Regions from separate parts of the Sus scrofa genome. Here region 2 is linked to region 1. The links are chromatin contacts, called in public Hi-C maps. All regions are on one chromosome and are shown on one strand. The core of a region is the stretch at or near the end of the contact, and the rest is flanking DNA. Distances in the headings are between cores, read along the strand shown.

Region 1 (7,787 bases), core at 1,610-4,109:
TTGGTGCACAGTCTCCCTACAAAATGTCTGGGTGCAGACCTCTAGACCTCGAGGAAGGGAACCCCTGTCAGCATGGTTTATCTTGCCAGTAATTAGGCTTGTGTTTCTGCTTTATTAACTCGGATACAACAACGCCCTGCCCTCTGTCACCAGAGGGACTAATAGATGATAGTCGCTCTGATTTGGAAACCGTACAAATTAAATGACAAAGTAAGAGGAAGTGAAGTTAAGGCAAATTGTGTACAGATAAGGCAGTCAGTCATTTACATATTAGTTTTTCACATGTTAAGCAGGGGGCTTTTGATTTTACATCTGCAGGTGCAAAACTGCTAAAATAAATAAGCCCAGTGTTCCTGGTGTGTTTGTTAAAACCTCCACGATATGCAAATTCTTAAAAGGATGCTAAGGAATAATTGATTACGTATGTGGAAAGCCAGGGTCACTTTTTCTTCTCCCCAAGTCCCAGGTTTCCGTCCCCGCGAAGGATTTTCTTCTATTCAATGTGCCTGTGAATCCATGTGTTTATTTTTTTCCCAGGAGCATTTCAACAGGTTTTTATCTTCATCATCTATAGGGCAGATTTGCTTTTATCTTTTTTAAACTCATGTCCTGACTTTCTAGGAAAAACAGTTGGACACCTTATGAAAATTAGTTACCCAAGGAGAGAAAATAAAATTGAATGATGGAAAGAAAAACAAACGAACAAAAGACCGTCCGTGAAGCCCATCTCCATCAGTTTTCTGCAGGAGCTGTAACATTTTGTTTAGCAGTATGATTTAACAAGAAGCATGAGCTCTGGGTATGGATCTGCTGGGTTTTGAGAAGGCTGATGAGATGTGATTATCTCTATGCAGAAATATCAGGGTGGTTAAAGATAATTTGAAATGAGGTTAAAAATGAAACAACACTAAGCTCCTCTCGCTTGTGTCAAAACAATCTCATCTCATCTTTTCTTTTCTTTTCTTTTTCCCCTTTCATTTTGATGACATTTGCTCATATTGGAGGTGGAGACATTCTTCATAGGAAACTATAATCCTTGACTAATTTTAAATTTAATGTGGCTCTGTTTGAAAGACAGCTCTAAATTGGATCCAAAATCAGCTTCTGGATATTATGGATAAAATTTGCAATGTTTGTAATATATTGCTATTAGTGGCAGCACTAAAGTTTCATTCCACTTTGTTAACAATATTCATGGTACAAACAGCATATGCTGACATAGTAAATGACACTTGGTTAGAAAAATGTCTTTGAACTTTCGCTTAAAAAATGAAAACAGGTGAAAAAAACAGCATCAACTGTTGAAAACCATATGTTAGTAAATGAATATACCTCATCGTTTTATTTAATCACCATAAATACAATTACTCTTTAATGATTAAGTTTCAAAGTCTGAGAATATTTCTTATTTTAAAAGAAAGAATTTCAGTACTAGATATATTTATTCATTATCTAAACAAACAAACAAACAAACAAAAAACCCCATACAGCCATAGTTCCTGATTCACAAACAAAACAGTAAAACAAGTTAAGGAAGTTAAACATGATCTCCATGTACATAAAAAGAAACAAGAATTGGGTAACTTGCTAAAAACTTTTGAAAAGTCTAAAACAAGATTTCAAAACCTATCCTTTTATGTAAAAGATGAAATGGCATGTTCTGCCAGTTTCAAAAGTTTCGTCAACATTTAAGAAAGAGAAGCCCAAAGTTCCTCGGCACAAGGCAGACAGCTGTGTGCTCGCTCTGCAGGGCTTCGACCAGAGTCCAATTTAAGCAATAAAATGCTTTTGGAAATTCTAAAAAGCTCTGTTCACATGCACACAGAAGGCAAGACCTCCTCAAGGCTCCCTTCCAGCCCTGCTTTATCAATCAGTTCAGATCAATTCTGCAGAGTCTGGTCCCGCCCGAACTCCCTTGCTCCCCCATCTTCTAGTCTGCAGTGCTAGCCATGTTGATGCCCACACGAGGAGATGACAATTAGTCATATTTATCCATGCTGGGTCCATCTAATCCCCACTGTTTTTTAATCATGGCAAATCCATTATCCCAAACAAAGCTGCATACATCTTGCTGGAGCCGCACACAGACTTGCCTTGTTTACTTTGAGAAGACGGATTTTATGGCAACATTAAATACATACTGAGCCCTAACTAATGGGGTCACTTGGCACTAGGGAGCAACGGCAGTGACAAATCCTAGTGCCCTAATCCACCGCTGCTTAACTTGGTTCTGAAAACCCATGGCCTTGTGGCTGTGCCCTCAAGACCAGCACATCTAAATTTTCTCCACAATTATACATATATGATCATGGCACCCAAGTGTTGCCAGCAACCATATAATGCGATTCCCTTTCTCCCACCCCTCGCAGCCAGAGACCCCACTCTTTTTCCATCCAGGCTTTGAGTTTCATCCTGTCCACTTTCATGCTTTTTGAGTCTGGAAAGTAAAAAAAAAAAAAAGAATCCCCCTACCCCTCTGGTTTATTTAGAAAGAAAAAATCTTAGGTGCTCTGTTTACTTACATTTTTCAGCACTTCTTTGTCTTCCAAACCATTCTAGCTCTTAATATGGACGTTTTATGGGTTATTTTATCAGAAAAGCAGACCTTGGTTAGTTGACTTGAGCGGTTAGGATGGGTTTAAGTGTGCTTGGAAACCCCTGATTTCCCCCGAAAAAGCAATATATGGCATATGTTAACATCTAGAGCCTGAAAACACAGCCAGTAAGAGTCGCGCAGACTAAAGGAAATCACTACTTAATTCCACAAACATTTGTTTCGGTCCAGGAATGGCACTAGAAACTTTGAGCAGCCTGCCCGCTCCAGCGCCGGCCGGCACGCAGGGGCCATACCGTGCGGCACAGCGCCATCTGCCGGCCGGCCTCGCAGCCAGAGGGTGGCTTGGAAATCTACCCGTCTTGGCTCCCCGACCTCTGTCCCCGGGGGGCTTCCTGCTGCTGGGGAATTCTGACTGTACTAAAAAGGAAAGAGAGGGGGAGATTGTGCTGGAGAGGAAAAAAAGCGAGGCTAGAGAAACAGTTTCCAAAGACCTATTTAACATGTAAACGGAGGAAGATTAATACCTCTGGAATGGTCCCCAGACATCTTGCCAAGGGCACGGGTTTTCCGCGTTAAAGGTGAAGCTGAGTTGATTTGCATCCAAAGCAAAGAGTTGCTTTCCCCTTTTCTCTGTCTATAAAGCATTGTGTTCTAGCCACCTAGTCTTCACACCCGGGCTCTGAGTTCTTCACGGAGGTGAGGTAGAATTCATGGGAACCTTCCGGGTATCCAGGTTTATTCATGTCCTGGCTGCGCATGTATTGGGGGGGCGGGTCGTGGAGGGGGGTCATGGGGGTTGGTGGAAGGGGAGAGGTATTCAGAAGTGATTTTGGACACACTGGGGTTGCTTGCACGTCCCATTCCACAAATCACTGGGGTAAACAACCCCATTCCAGAAATCAGTCCTCTCAAGCCCAGATCCTGAGGACTGTGGAAATGCCATCAACACATTTCTGCATTTTCCACACTGTCTTGAACGGGATCCCAGACTCCAGGAGACTCATCTCTGATAGACTGTAAAAGACCCAAACTAAATGGACCGAAGAGGTGGTCATTACTCTTCAGGGAGGGACCTCGCTGTAACCCGGGGTAAAGTCCTATCTACAATTATTTTTTAGGGCTATGTTGGAAATCTTATAATTTTCACCCCATGTCCAGTTCCCAGGCCTTTTGCTCACTGCAGTTTCCATTCTGCAACATGCACTCCCAGGGGCTCCCCCTCCTCCCGCTACCTTGCTCTGTACTCCTCCCCTGTACCCTGCCCCAAACAAAAGCATCTCCATTTCACCTAGAGACACAAAGGAGGTCCCCAGCCATTCCAGGATTCCATTAAAGGATGGCTTGGTTCGGCCTCTGTTGTGGGCATTCTCTGGTCCTCGGTGCCTGATGGCATGTAGCAAGGATTAACTGTAACTGCTTCTGTACAGAAAGGACTAGAAATGATCTCGCTTCACCCGGCTCTCCCTAGAGCATCGGGCACAGCACAGCCTACGAAGGAGACCTTTTAGGAGATAGAGTTATCTACCTGGGCCCTTGAAGTCTAGCCCCGCAGCCATGGGAGGGGCCTGTGCCATTCAAAAAGGCTACGGTTATCCCAGGGGCTACCTCTCAAAGGGAGGAGAATCTGCTACCTCACTGTTCCTCTGGCTGCTGGGCACTGTGCTTTTGCGGACTGGATATCGGCTGGTGTTTTCAAGGAACTGCTTCTCTCTCTCTCTCTCTCCTGACCTGAGCAAGCCCACCCTCTCTTAGAAACCGACACAAAAAATCAGATATGTTCATTACAGATTTCAAGTTTTGGGTCTAAAGGATTTTTGAGACTAGGTTTGCCAGATAAAATACAGGTTACCTGGCCACACTGCACAAAATGCAATGAAGAATTGTTTAGGATAAGAATACTTAAAAACATTCATGGTTCATCTGATATACAAATTTAACTAGATGCTTGTGTTTTCATGTTTTGGTTTTTTACTCTATCTGGCAAACCTATTCGAGATTCTCTCGTGCAAGTCTTTCATCAGGAAACTAAAATCAGCAGAGGCAGAGGAAATGTGCCCAGTTACACAGCTGTTTAGAGGTGGCACCAGGGCCAGAAATCAGGTCTAGAAATTCAGCGTGGGTTTCTGAATCAAACTTGTCTTCCCCCAGGATAGCCGCCTGTGGCAGAGATACCAAGTAAGCTTGTGTAATAAAACCAGTCCCTTATATAATCATTTCCGAGTGACCATGCCTGCTGCAAAGGGCCATAAAGTAAAATGCCACTCATTTGGAAATGCCACTAGTTTATAATTTTGAAGTTTCCTACCCAGGTGCATTTTTGCATAGCAACCCTTCTCTTGCCCAAGAGTCCAGCACTTTCTTTGTCTACAACCATGGTTCATGATGGTTTCGAGGGCTTTGTTCTACCAAGTGATTGCAAACCTGAAAGCCCCCACTTATGCACAAGCAAACACTATGCAAATTATTCCTCTCTCCCCAGTAAAGCCATAGTTCTAAGGCCATGATTAGAGACAGGGCCCTGTTTATCTGGATTAAAAGACTAAACAGATCATCCTAAAATGTTCTAGTCTTTATCACAGACTTTAAATGAGTTAGGCATTTGGAGACTGTGCTCCAGATTCATGGCTAAACAGTTATTCTGAATCATGGGAAATCTTGGGGCAGCCATGGGAGAGCCCTTTGGTGGGGTTGGGGGGGGGAAGCTAGGTGATGAGGAATGGAGCTCAGCCATACCCCTTCCGACATCTGAGCTTCACTTTCCTTATTTCTATTTATTTATTAATTCATTTATATTATAATTTGACTTTTTAGGGCTGCACCCACGGCTTACGCAAGTTCCAGGCTAGGGGTCGAATCAGAGCTGCAGCTGCCGGCCTACACCACAGCCACAGCCACAGCCACAGCCAGCCACAGCCACAGTAATGCGAGATCCTAGCCACATCTGCAACCTACACCACACAGATGCCTTATTTTTAAACCGAGGACCTCATGCTGTCTAATCCCTCAGATCCATTTTGGTTCTAGAATACTAAATTTCTAAAAATCAGTGCATCATTTACTCCGTTAGCACGATTTTGATGACGTTCTGATGGGAATGGGGAAGAAGGAATTGCATGTGTGTCTCCTGTCAGGTCCCCCCGCCGCCGCAGTGCCCCGTACAGTGCTGCAGCGGGCTGGGCCCCCCTCCCCAAGCAATCTAACCACCAAAACCAAATTACAAAAGCTCACACCCCGGAAGGAAGAAAGAGGGGTTAGGGAAACTGGTAGTAACACATAGAAAGGTCAGCTTAGCTACAAGCCCTGGAATGAAACAACATAACTGCAAGTGGCACAGAGGACTCCAGGTGAGACAGGGACTGCGGCCACACACTGTCCTCCCGGTCAAGCCAAGTCCAGTCCCAGCAGAGCCACTATTCCCATGGGGGCTCAGGGGTGGGGTTCTTCTTGGGCCACAGAAGCAAGAAGTAACTGAAGGCTTTGGACCTTTCACAGTTCAATCATCCAGGCGCCCCAGCATAACAGTGGGTTCCCATGAGGACTGTGCGTGCTTGTGGCGATGGTGAGGAAAGGGCGAGTAAGCGGCCGCATACAGCAGGACCGAGGCAGCGGAGGATGGCAAAGCAGCGTGCTGTCCGGGGACGCTCTCGTGTCCCACTTGGAGCTCACATTTCTCCAATGAACGTAGAGGAAGAATAAATGAGGCCGAGTGGACAGCCCTGTCTCTCCCCCTGCCCTTCCTCTTCCGACTTTTTTTAACCCTATACTCGCCCCTGCAGAAAGGCCATTCAGCAACTGAGGATGGACCCAAAGCCCAGAGGCTGGAGGGCCTCGGGCTGCCTTGAACTTGCCCTCTCGAGCCTTCCCTGCCTGCTGGGTCTGGTCCTGCCTCCAGGAGTCCCAGCTCCTGTTCGCAGTAGTGACAGGGCTGTGACTCCCAAAGATGGATGCATACATTCTTTTCAAAAATATACAACTCTCCAGCATTTGCTCCATTTCTTGAATGGGGCCACTTTGAGGACTTGGCTCTGAAATGTTCGTGGATTATTTCCCCTGAAATGTTTTCCTCTGGCTCTGCATCATGCTCAAACCTCCCTGAGGCTTTCCCTCTCAAGGACCCACTACAGTTCTGGAAGCTGCTTTTGTTAGGGTTTGTGGTGTGTGGTGTGTCCCAGATTCCATGAGCCAAGTCTAGACCTAACCAAGCACCCAGGCATGACCTTCCAGGAAAAACTAGAGAACAAAGTAGGACTAGAGGAGAAAGAAGTCACTTCAACAGCTTGATCAGGCACTTAGGATGGGTCATTTCCTGAAGATTAGAGAACACCCGATTTGTTGCTAATAATAACTAATATTTATGAGAGTTCACTGTATGCAAAGTACTTTGTACTCAGCCCTCATTAAAGGTACTATTATCCTCATTTTAGGGATTAGAAAACTAAGGCTGAGAGAGGTTTAGTAACTTGGATAATGTCACCATTATTAACGAGCAGAGACAGAACGAGAGACAAGTTCCATTGCTTCCAAAAGTCCACGTTGACGACTTCTGAAAATAATAGCAAAGATGAAATGAGCACCTACTATGTGCCAGGCACTGTTATGAGTGCTTTATGCATATGATCTCAATAAACCCCCACAGTGACCCTGTGAGGCAGGTACGACCACTGAGCTCATTTTGTGGATGAGGCATGAATGATGGAAATTAAGTCAGAGGCCCTAAACTAAACTGTCCTTCTGGCTCTGGGAGGCTGTCGGCCTCCTTTTAATCAATTTTACCATAAAGCCTGATGTAGCATGCACAAGACAAAATATATTCGAAAATAACAACCACAACCAACCGCAAAACCTGGTCCTCCTCCTCCCAACCCCCAACTGGATGGCGTGTGTACCTTCTTCAGCTCCCAGTGAAGGCTCTGTCCTCCTCTTCCTCCCTGTATAAAAATAAGACCCAAGGGACAAGGCACGCCCTTCCGTGACCTGGCTTCTCTTGTCCCCATGGCAACACACAATGCAAAGTTGGTTCTTTAGACAGGTGCACAATCTCATTCTCTCTTTCTCTCCACACACACACACACACACACATACACACACACACACACACACACACACCCATACTCTTTCCCTCTGATCTGAAAATCTGAGAATCCAATTGCTGGAACATTTCTCTGATTCCTTAGTTCGGCACAGCACCCCAGCTTGCGATGGAGACACTCTGGGGACCATCAGCTGCTGA
Region 2 (7,787 bases), core at 2,802-5,301, 300 kb before region 1:
TGGGATGGATAAACAACAAGGTCCTACTGTGTAGCACAGGGAACTCTATTCAAGATCATAATGGAAAATAATGATTATATATCATTATTAATACATAATTACATATTGTTATATAGAATTATATAATTCAATTATGTATAACATATATTATCATACATATGAATGAATATGAATCACTTTATAGCAGAAATTAACACATTATAAATCAACTATGCGTCAATTAAATAAATTTTAAAAAACCCCATCTTTGCAAGAAGATGAACATCTCAAGTCTTTGTGTGGTCCAGAGACTAACGACGTCCTTGTGCCTATTTCCACTCTATTCCCATGACCCTTTCCTCTCTGCTGCAGCCATGCTGGGCATTTCTGAGGTTCTGCAATGCGCCATACTTGTTCTTCATGAATGGGGTCAGTGCCCTTATAAGAGTCATGAGAGAGCTTGCTTCCCTGCTGCTCTCGGCCACATGAGGACACGAGAAGAAGTCAGGAGTCCGAATCCCAGCAGAGAGTGCCCACCAGAACTTGACCATGCTGGCTCCCTTGTCTCCTGGCCTCCTGACCTGTGCAAAATAAATATCTGTGGCTTATAAGTCACCCAGTCTGCAGGTTCTGGTGACCGTAGCCTGAAATGACTAAGACACTCCCTGAGCCAGCTTCTTGGGAGAGAGGGCTGGGCACTGCCCGACTGGCCAAGTTTGGGTCACTTCACACCTTTGGAGCTCAGAGCTGCGTGGTTATTTACCCTGCGCTCCATGGACTGAGACGGGGGTAGCTTACTTGTACAAAAGAAAAGTGATGTGTTACTAGCAAAAGCCGAAATAAATGCCAATTGGGAGAAGCAGCAAGCATCTTCCACGGAGATTAGCCGGTTCAAACGAAGGAATTCTCAACTGCCCGAACCTCCCTCTACTCCTCTTGAGCGAATGGGCTGAGTTTGTCTTCTCTCCCATATGAGACAGTCAAGGCAAATCATATTCCACAGCCATCTTCACCTTCAAATGACATTGCTTCCTGCTTACCGCCAGGAAGGAGGAGGCAGGGGAGACATTTGGGAGAAAGCGAGCAGGCCGTTCCGTCCACTGTGTGTTTAAAGCAAGTAGGATCATCTATCACAATCTTACACATCGGAACCCTCCTCGAGAATTGTCAAAGCTGTAAGGAGACAAGTGCCCGGGCCTTCGAGCTTGGGATTCCCAGGAAAGCAGCTGCTTATACAGCTCATGGGTGTTAATAAAAGCAGGAAATATCATCCAGCATCACTTGAGAGTTGACTGTGACTCTTTATCAGTGTGACACCGGACAAGCGTGACAGATTCAGACCGATGGTGGAACCCCTTCCTGTTCATCCTTCTCCACAGGACCCTCCAGTGATGGTCTTGCAGTTACTTGAGCAGGAGGAAGTTCTGGCAAATGAGATGTAGGAAAAAGTTACTGGGAGGGGCTTCTGAAGGTGCAGCAGCTATCTTGTGATGATGAAGCATACTTATGCACACACACACACACAGAATTCTTATCTTTTTTTTTTTTTTTCTTCTTTTTAGGCCCGCACCTGCAGCATATGGAGGTTCCCAGGCTAGGGGTCAAATCAGAGCTACAGCTGCCGGCTTACACCACAGCCCCAGCAATGCAGGATCCACACCATAGCTCATGGCAACACCAGATCCTAAACCCACTGAGCAAGGCCAGGGGTCGAACCTGTGTCCTCATGGTTACAAGTCAGATTCGTTTCCGTCGTGCCACGATGGGAACGTCAGAATCCTTATCTTAAAAATCAGAAGATTTTGTTTGTTTTTTGCCTCAATATTGCCAACCTGGCATAATTAGTTTTCAAGCTAAAACTCTAAAATAATGGCTACCAGTGTGGTATATAGTAAAAGTGATTCAGAAAAAACTTCTGGCTCCTTCTCCATTTTTTTCAAACTGGTGGGTTTTTGTTTTTTAAAAGTGTGAAATAATAATCTAAAAAAAAACCAAACAGGAAAAAAAACCTTTGTCCCGTCAAAATCCTCTGTTTCATTTTGCAATGCATTAAAGAACTTAACATTACTGCTCTTCAGATCCTGAGTCTGAAAAAAAAAAGTTTCATGGTAATTTGAGGGACGTTTCCTACAGACTTTTGTTAAATTTCTTCAAAGTTTACTTACTTTTGGAAATTGCCAAGCACTACTGGAATATCAGTAAGGGATGGTGGTTGGTGTTTGTTCGCCTTAGCAAGAATACAATTCCAGTTATTTTATTTTTACCGATGAAGTCAGAAGATAAAAGACGCCTCTAGTTTTAGCTGTAAAAATTGCATATTCGTTTGTTTGCCATTGAGGTGGCTGGTCTGCTGCTGGGTCATAAGCTACTCAAGGACTGTCAGCCACAGAATCAGAATGTCTGGTGTGTCTGGTTGGTGCTCTCACACCTATGAGGCGAGTGGAGGTTAGGGAGGAGAATGACACGTTGATCTTCTGAATGTAGTTTCAGAAACTGCAAGACGATTTCAAAGGCAGAACATTTTGAAGTGGAGGTGCGTCCTACTTCATGTTTGTTATTCATGTATTTGTTTCTGGAACAGAATCACAAAACATGGATTGGGGGAATATCATTCCAGAAAAAAAAAAAAAAAAAGAAAAGAATATTGATGATAAGGAACAACATACAGGCTATCTAGTCCAAAGCCCTTATTTTATAGCAATGGTTCTGAAACCCAGATGGGGAAAATGGCCTGGCTAAGGTCCCACAGCTATTCGGTGACCGAGCCAGGAGTAATGCTCCAGTCCCTGAGATTTGCTGTTATTTAATCCCACCTGAATGGCTGTGATCAAAGGACATAGTTTCTCTCACACATAAAGCAATAACTCGACTTTAAAAAAAAGTTAGTTATGTGACTAGTGAACTATGTCTACCATGGAGCGGTGCCCTTAGTCAAGCGCTAAGGTCTGGGCATGTGCATGCCTTTATTTCTGCGTGACAGGACCTCATTTGAATGCACAAGCGAACACAGACCTGGTGGAAAGATCATTAACTGAGCTGTGGTGGGGCTCATAGGTAGTCAACCACACGCTTGTGTGCGCCGCTGCTGGAAACCATGGTGATTAGGAAACGGCTGGCTGCCCCACGTGGGGTGATGGGTTCCAAACACACCAGTTCCTGCTCTGGGATGGTGGTCCTCCCTGCGTGTATCTGCATGAAAATCAAAATCCGTACCTGCGGAATGATTAATCCATATCTATCTGCCTATCTATCTATCTCTTTCTGCATCCATCCATCTACCCATCCATCCATCCATTTTCCTCAGCTAAGTGTGATTCTCTGTGTATGTTTAGGTATCATGATAAAGAGGTAGACACATATTTCCTTATCAGAGAGTTTTATTTATCTACCTTGCAAAAACGATCAGGCCTGGGGTCTTTTTCTTTTTGCTCCATCCCCCCCCACCCCAATTATGATCTTTGGCATCAATTTTGGGTTTTGTAGGGTCTGGCAAATCAAAGGGCAAACTTCTGCTCATCCTGAGTGAAATTAAGTTAAAAGGAACATAGCAAGTAACTTTAAAGAGGAAAAGAGGTGGTACCAAGAGCATCTGGTGGATTGCATGGCAAGAAGTAGTCCTCGCTAAGGACTTGGGTCTCTGTGTTCACTTTTGATTGGTTTCCACGCCATTTGATTTCCCCTCCACAAGCACCTTCCAACACAGCATGAGAGCTTTTGTCTGTGTCCTTTCCACCCACCCGAAGCCCTTCTGATCCACGGCCCCCATCAGGCAGTCCTGCTTCCACGGGTCGGTTGAGCCAAGCCACGTCATGGTAAGATCTACTTTTTTAAAAATCAGAGCTCAGGCTTAAATTTTCTCACCAGATTCCAAAAATTAGAAAGAAAACTAAAACAATACACCAAACCACCCCAAAGAGAATGCCTCGCTGCTCTTTGCGCTATTTCTGCCCCCATATCACACTTGTAACCTTCTGAATGTACAAAAAGATTTTTTATTGTAGCTCCAAAGGAACAAATGACCTCTTCAAATTCATAATGAGGTATGCATCGAACGGAACACGGCCCAAGGTGAGTCATTCATTAATCATAAACAAAACAGCCCCTGATCAAGGACACATCAGAACACACTGTAAAAAGAGGCTCGGTTGCCCAATCTCTTTATTTAATATTAACTACATTATGTTTTTCATGTGAGTTCTGAGAAGGTGATTTTCTCACTTTCTTTGTAGCCAGTTCAGTGTGAATGGATAATTACTTCCCTTAATGCTGTTCCCCTGAAGGTTAACCCTGTTCAACAAGACGCGATCCAATCTCACCTCTCCTGAGGGGGAAGGGGGGCCCCCCACCCTTCTCGGACGACTTTTAGCTGGAATCCCTCAAGCATAAAAACATCCGCCAAGAGGCATATTTCAAATGACATGAATAATATTTGTGATTAATAACAGCTAACCAGAGATGCACAATCCAAGAAATACATTATTAGCTTATTACAGATATCCGATATGCTAATTATCTTCAAAAATTTCATTGCTGATGACTGTTTTGGCAGCAGTGTGAGCAGGGGAAGAGGAAATTTAAACTTTTATGTAAGTTGGAAACAAAGCATTGGGGGCGAATGGACTTTAGAAGACCTGGGAATGGTATTTTTGTATTTCATTCTGTCGGATGAGGAGGAAATTAAATAATGAGAAATGAAATCAGTGGGAAGAGGGAAACTTGAGTCAAGGAGAACTTGTCACCAGAAGCTCTTCTCTGCCTTTCTTGACAAAAGGCTCCTGGGGCAGAAATGGGCAGGTAACACGATAGGGTTTGGCGAGATTTGCCTGGGTGCTTTCCGGGTGTGTATGTGTGTCACTGCTTTCCTCAGACCAAAACGATTTACTCCTGAATCCCCGCATTTCCAGGGGAGACCAGAGCCCTGCCAGCTGTTTTCCTATCGCTCTCACCTCACCCATGTCCCCACCAGATCCAACACTCCATGGTAAATGGACAAAACTAGGAGTTCCAATCATGGCTCAGCAGTAACAAACGCGACCGGTGTCCATGAGGACGAAGGTTTGATCCCTGGCCCCGCTCCGTGGGTTAAGGATCCGGCATTGCCATGAGCTGTGATGTAGGTTGCAGACTGACTCGGATCCCACAGTGCGGTGACTGTGGTGTAGTCCAGCAGCTTCAGCTCCCACTGGACTCATATGCCATGGGTGTGGCCCTAGAAAGACAAAAAAAAATAAAAATAAAATAAAGGACAAAACCAGCTTGGGCACCGTCTTGGAAGCACCACAGATTACAGAGCGTGGGAGAGAGGACCCAGGAGAAGGTCACACCCTAACTTAGTCTAGGAGTCTAGAGTCAACCCACCCATTTTACTGATGGCAAAGCTGAGTTCCAGAAAGTGTCACTCAGTTACCCCAAATCCCCCAAGGATGAGAGAACTCTGTTGGAGGAACTGTGAAGTAGCCTCATGCTGGACAGTTTGCCTCCTCAAGACGGTTCTCAATCTCACATTCCAGAAATTTACAATCAAGAGCGACCTTTTGATGTTGATAGCAAACAAACAAGGTTAAAAGCACTCCTCAATTAGACTGTAAATTAGGGGGGTGGACACCCCAGCAGCCAGACACCCTGGCTCTCCTTCTGCAGTCTCACTGCCAAGATGTTGCTTCCTCTGTTGTGCTCCCTACCATCCCCTAAACTGGACTGGTTTAATCTTCGTATTCTAGATTCTGGAAGGAATGAAATTGGGTCACATGCAGGGCACCTGCTCAGGGGCTGTGAGCAGGACACCCTTCCAGCCCCGGCCCAGACTGGACGCAGGGGGTCAGAAGATTCAGGAAGCCACTCCCTGGAAACCCAGAGAATCCTTTTGAAGCAATGAGTTTGTCCCAGCAACCCAAGGATTAAAGCAGAGCCCTCCTTTCACTGTGACTTAAGCCCCATGAAAACTAAGACCTGGGCCACATCATTTGCTGCTGTATCCCCAGGATCTAGAACGGGTCTGCCCCCTATTAGAGATGTAAATTGAAAGAATGTCTGATCTGAACCTTTTGGAGCACCTCCCCTGTGCAGGGCGTGTAGGAGACGAAGCTGTCACCCTCCCTGGGTTCTTCATGGAATAAAGGCAGAAGATGGACAGATCCAGCAAGTTCATGTTGAGAGAGTGGGCTCCGGGGTCAAGGTGTCCTGATTAGCTCCTGGACTGTCATTTCCTGGCTGTGGGACCTTTGACGAGCTACCTGACATCTCCAGGTCTATTTTCTCAACTGTTAAAGGAGATGGATGATAATTCTCGCACGCAGCGGGCTGTGAAGTCAGCGCTGGACAGATTCAGCGCAGAGCCAGGCCCATAGCAGGTGCTGGATGTATGTTAGTTATTATTGCTGTTGTTACTGTTCTCTGTCACACTCCCTTTAGCACTTCTGGGGCAGCATTCCTGATGACACCTGGTCCACAAAATGACTCTCCAGATAGATCTACCTCTGTCTACCTTGTAAGGGACTGTGATTCTTTTGCCTTTTTTTTTTTTTTTGCCTTTTTTATGGCTGCTCCTGTGGCATATGGAAGTTCCCGGGCTATGGAATCAAAGCTGCAGCTGCCAGCCTATGCCACAGCCACAGCAACACCAGATCTGGGCCACATCTGCCTCCTATGCCACAGTCACAGCAATGCAGGATCTGACCCGTGTCTGAGACCTATACCACAGCTCACAGCAATGCCAGATCCTTAACCCATTGAGGGATCGAACCCACATCCTCATCAATTCTAGTAGGGTTTGTTAACTGCTGAGGCACAGAGGGAATTCCTGACAGTCAGGTTCTTAATCCACAGAGCCACAGTGGGAGCTCCAGAGATTGTGCTTCTATGACATTGTGTAATACAAATCAACTTCCCAAATGTTTCAAAGGTTGCTTTTTTTAAAAAAAAAAAAAAAAAAAGAAAGAAAGAAAAAATGCTATTGTTTTTTCCCCCATCCTCCTTCTTTCAAAAGTGCAGCTTTCTGGCTCCAACTCTGCACAGAGTAGGAATGTTCCAGAAATGTCAGCAAACCCAGAGACATGCAGAAGGACTCAAGAGCTTTTGTCACCAGGCACTTATAACAAGGAAATTGAGGCCAACCCTAGAGTTTTCTCTGCTTCAAGAAGGGCAGCTGGAGACGCAGAAGAAATCAGCTAAATGACTGCTTCACTTGCCGCCAAGCCTACAATTGCTGTTGCCTGCGCCGGCGTGTGTGTGGTAGGCAGCTTTGATTGAAAAGTTAATCAGCAGCCTTGAGTTTCTATCAATAAAGAGGAGAAAGATTGATTTAAATACTTGATGAAAAAAATGTTAGAGCCCTAAACACCTGAAAATGTAGAGATATTGAATTAAGAGACAATGGAAGACAGATCAGGGCCGGTTTCCACTAGAACAATTAAGTTTTCAAGAAGAAGGGTCTTGAGAGCAGGAATTCAGTCTTGATGCAGCACTTGAGAAGAAAGATGTGGAAGAAAAGGATGAGAGAGCTGTGGACAGGTTAGGTGTGTGTTGGTGGGTACAGGATGGACCCACATGCTGCTGGAAGCTCTGTGGCACCCCCCACCTACACCCCAAGACCATCTGACATCTCGGAGGATACGGATGAGCCGCCACCAGTTCACAGGAGGGTAAATGGCCTGGGAGGAGCAACAGTTAAGCAGTCAGTGGAGGGGATGAGCTTGGTGGGTTGAGGGGGCCAGTCAAGGCCCATAGCAGGTGCTGGATGTATGTTAGTTATTATTGCTGTTGTTATTGGAGAGGCCTACTTGAATGGAGCTTTGAAAAATGGAACTTTT

Evidence for each region. A called contact is a pair of places that touch in the nucleus more often than the background predicts.
Region 2: a contact with region 1 is called in a Hi-C map of liver, with 9 times the contacts expected there. The contact joins two enhancer-like sites. A contact is called at or near these places in 5 of 47 Hi-C or Micro-C datasets (liver and skeletal muscle).

Annotation. Positions count from the first base shown.
Region 1 is chr6:33,212,508-33,220,294 of Sscrofa11.1, reverse strand. No RefSeq gene overlaps it. Among named protein-coding and RNA genes, the nearest start is that of SALL1, 520 kb to the left of the region's middle. Within about 2 kb of position 2,859, at least 6 of the 83 cell types and tissues checked have an H3K27ac peak or open chromatin away from gene starts, as enhancers often do. A contact at or near this core is called in liver, where this site is marked.
Region 2 is chr6:33,518,140-33,525,926 of Sscrofa11.1, reverse strand. No RefSeq gene overlaps it. Among named protein-coding and RNA genes, the nearest start is that of SALL1, 210 kb to the left of the region's middle. Within about 2 kb of position 4,051, at least 9 of the 83 cell types and tissues checked have an H3K27ac peak or open chromatin away from gene starts, as enhancers often do. A contact at or near this core is called in liver, where this site is marked.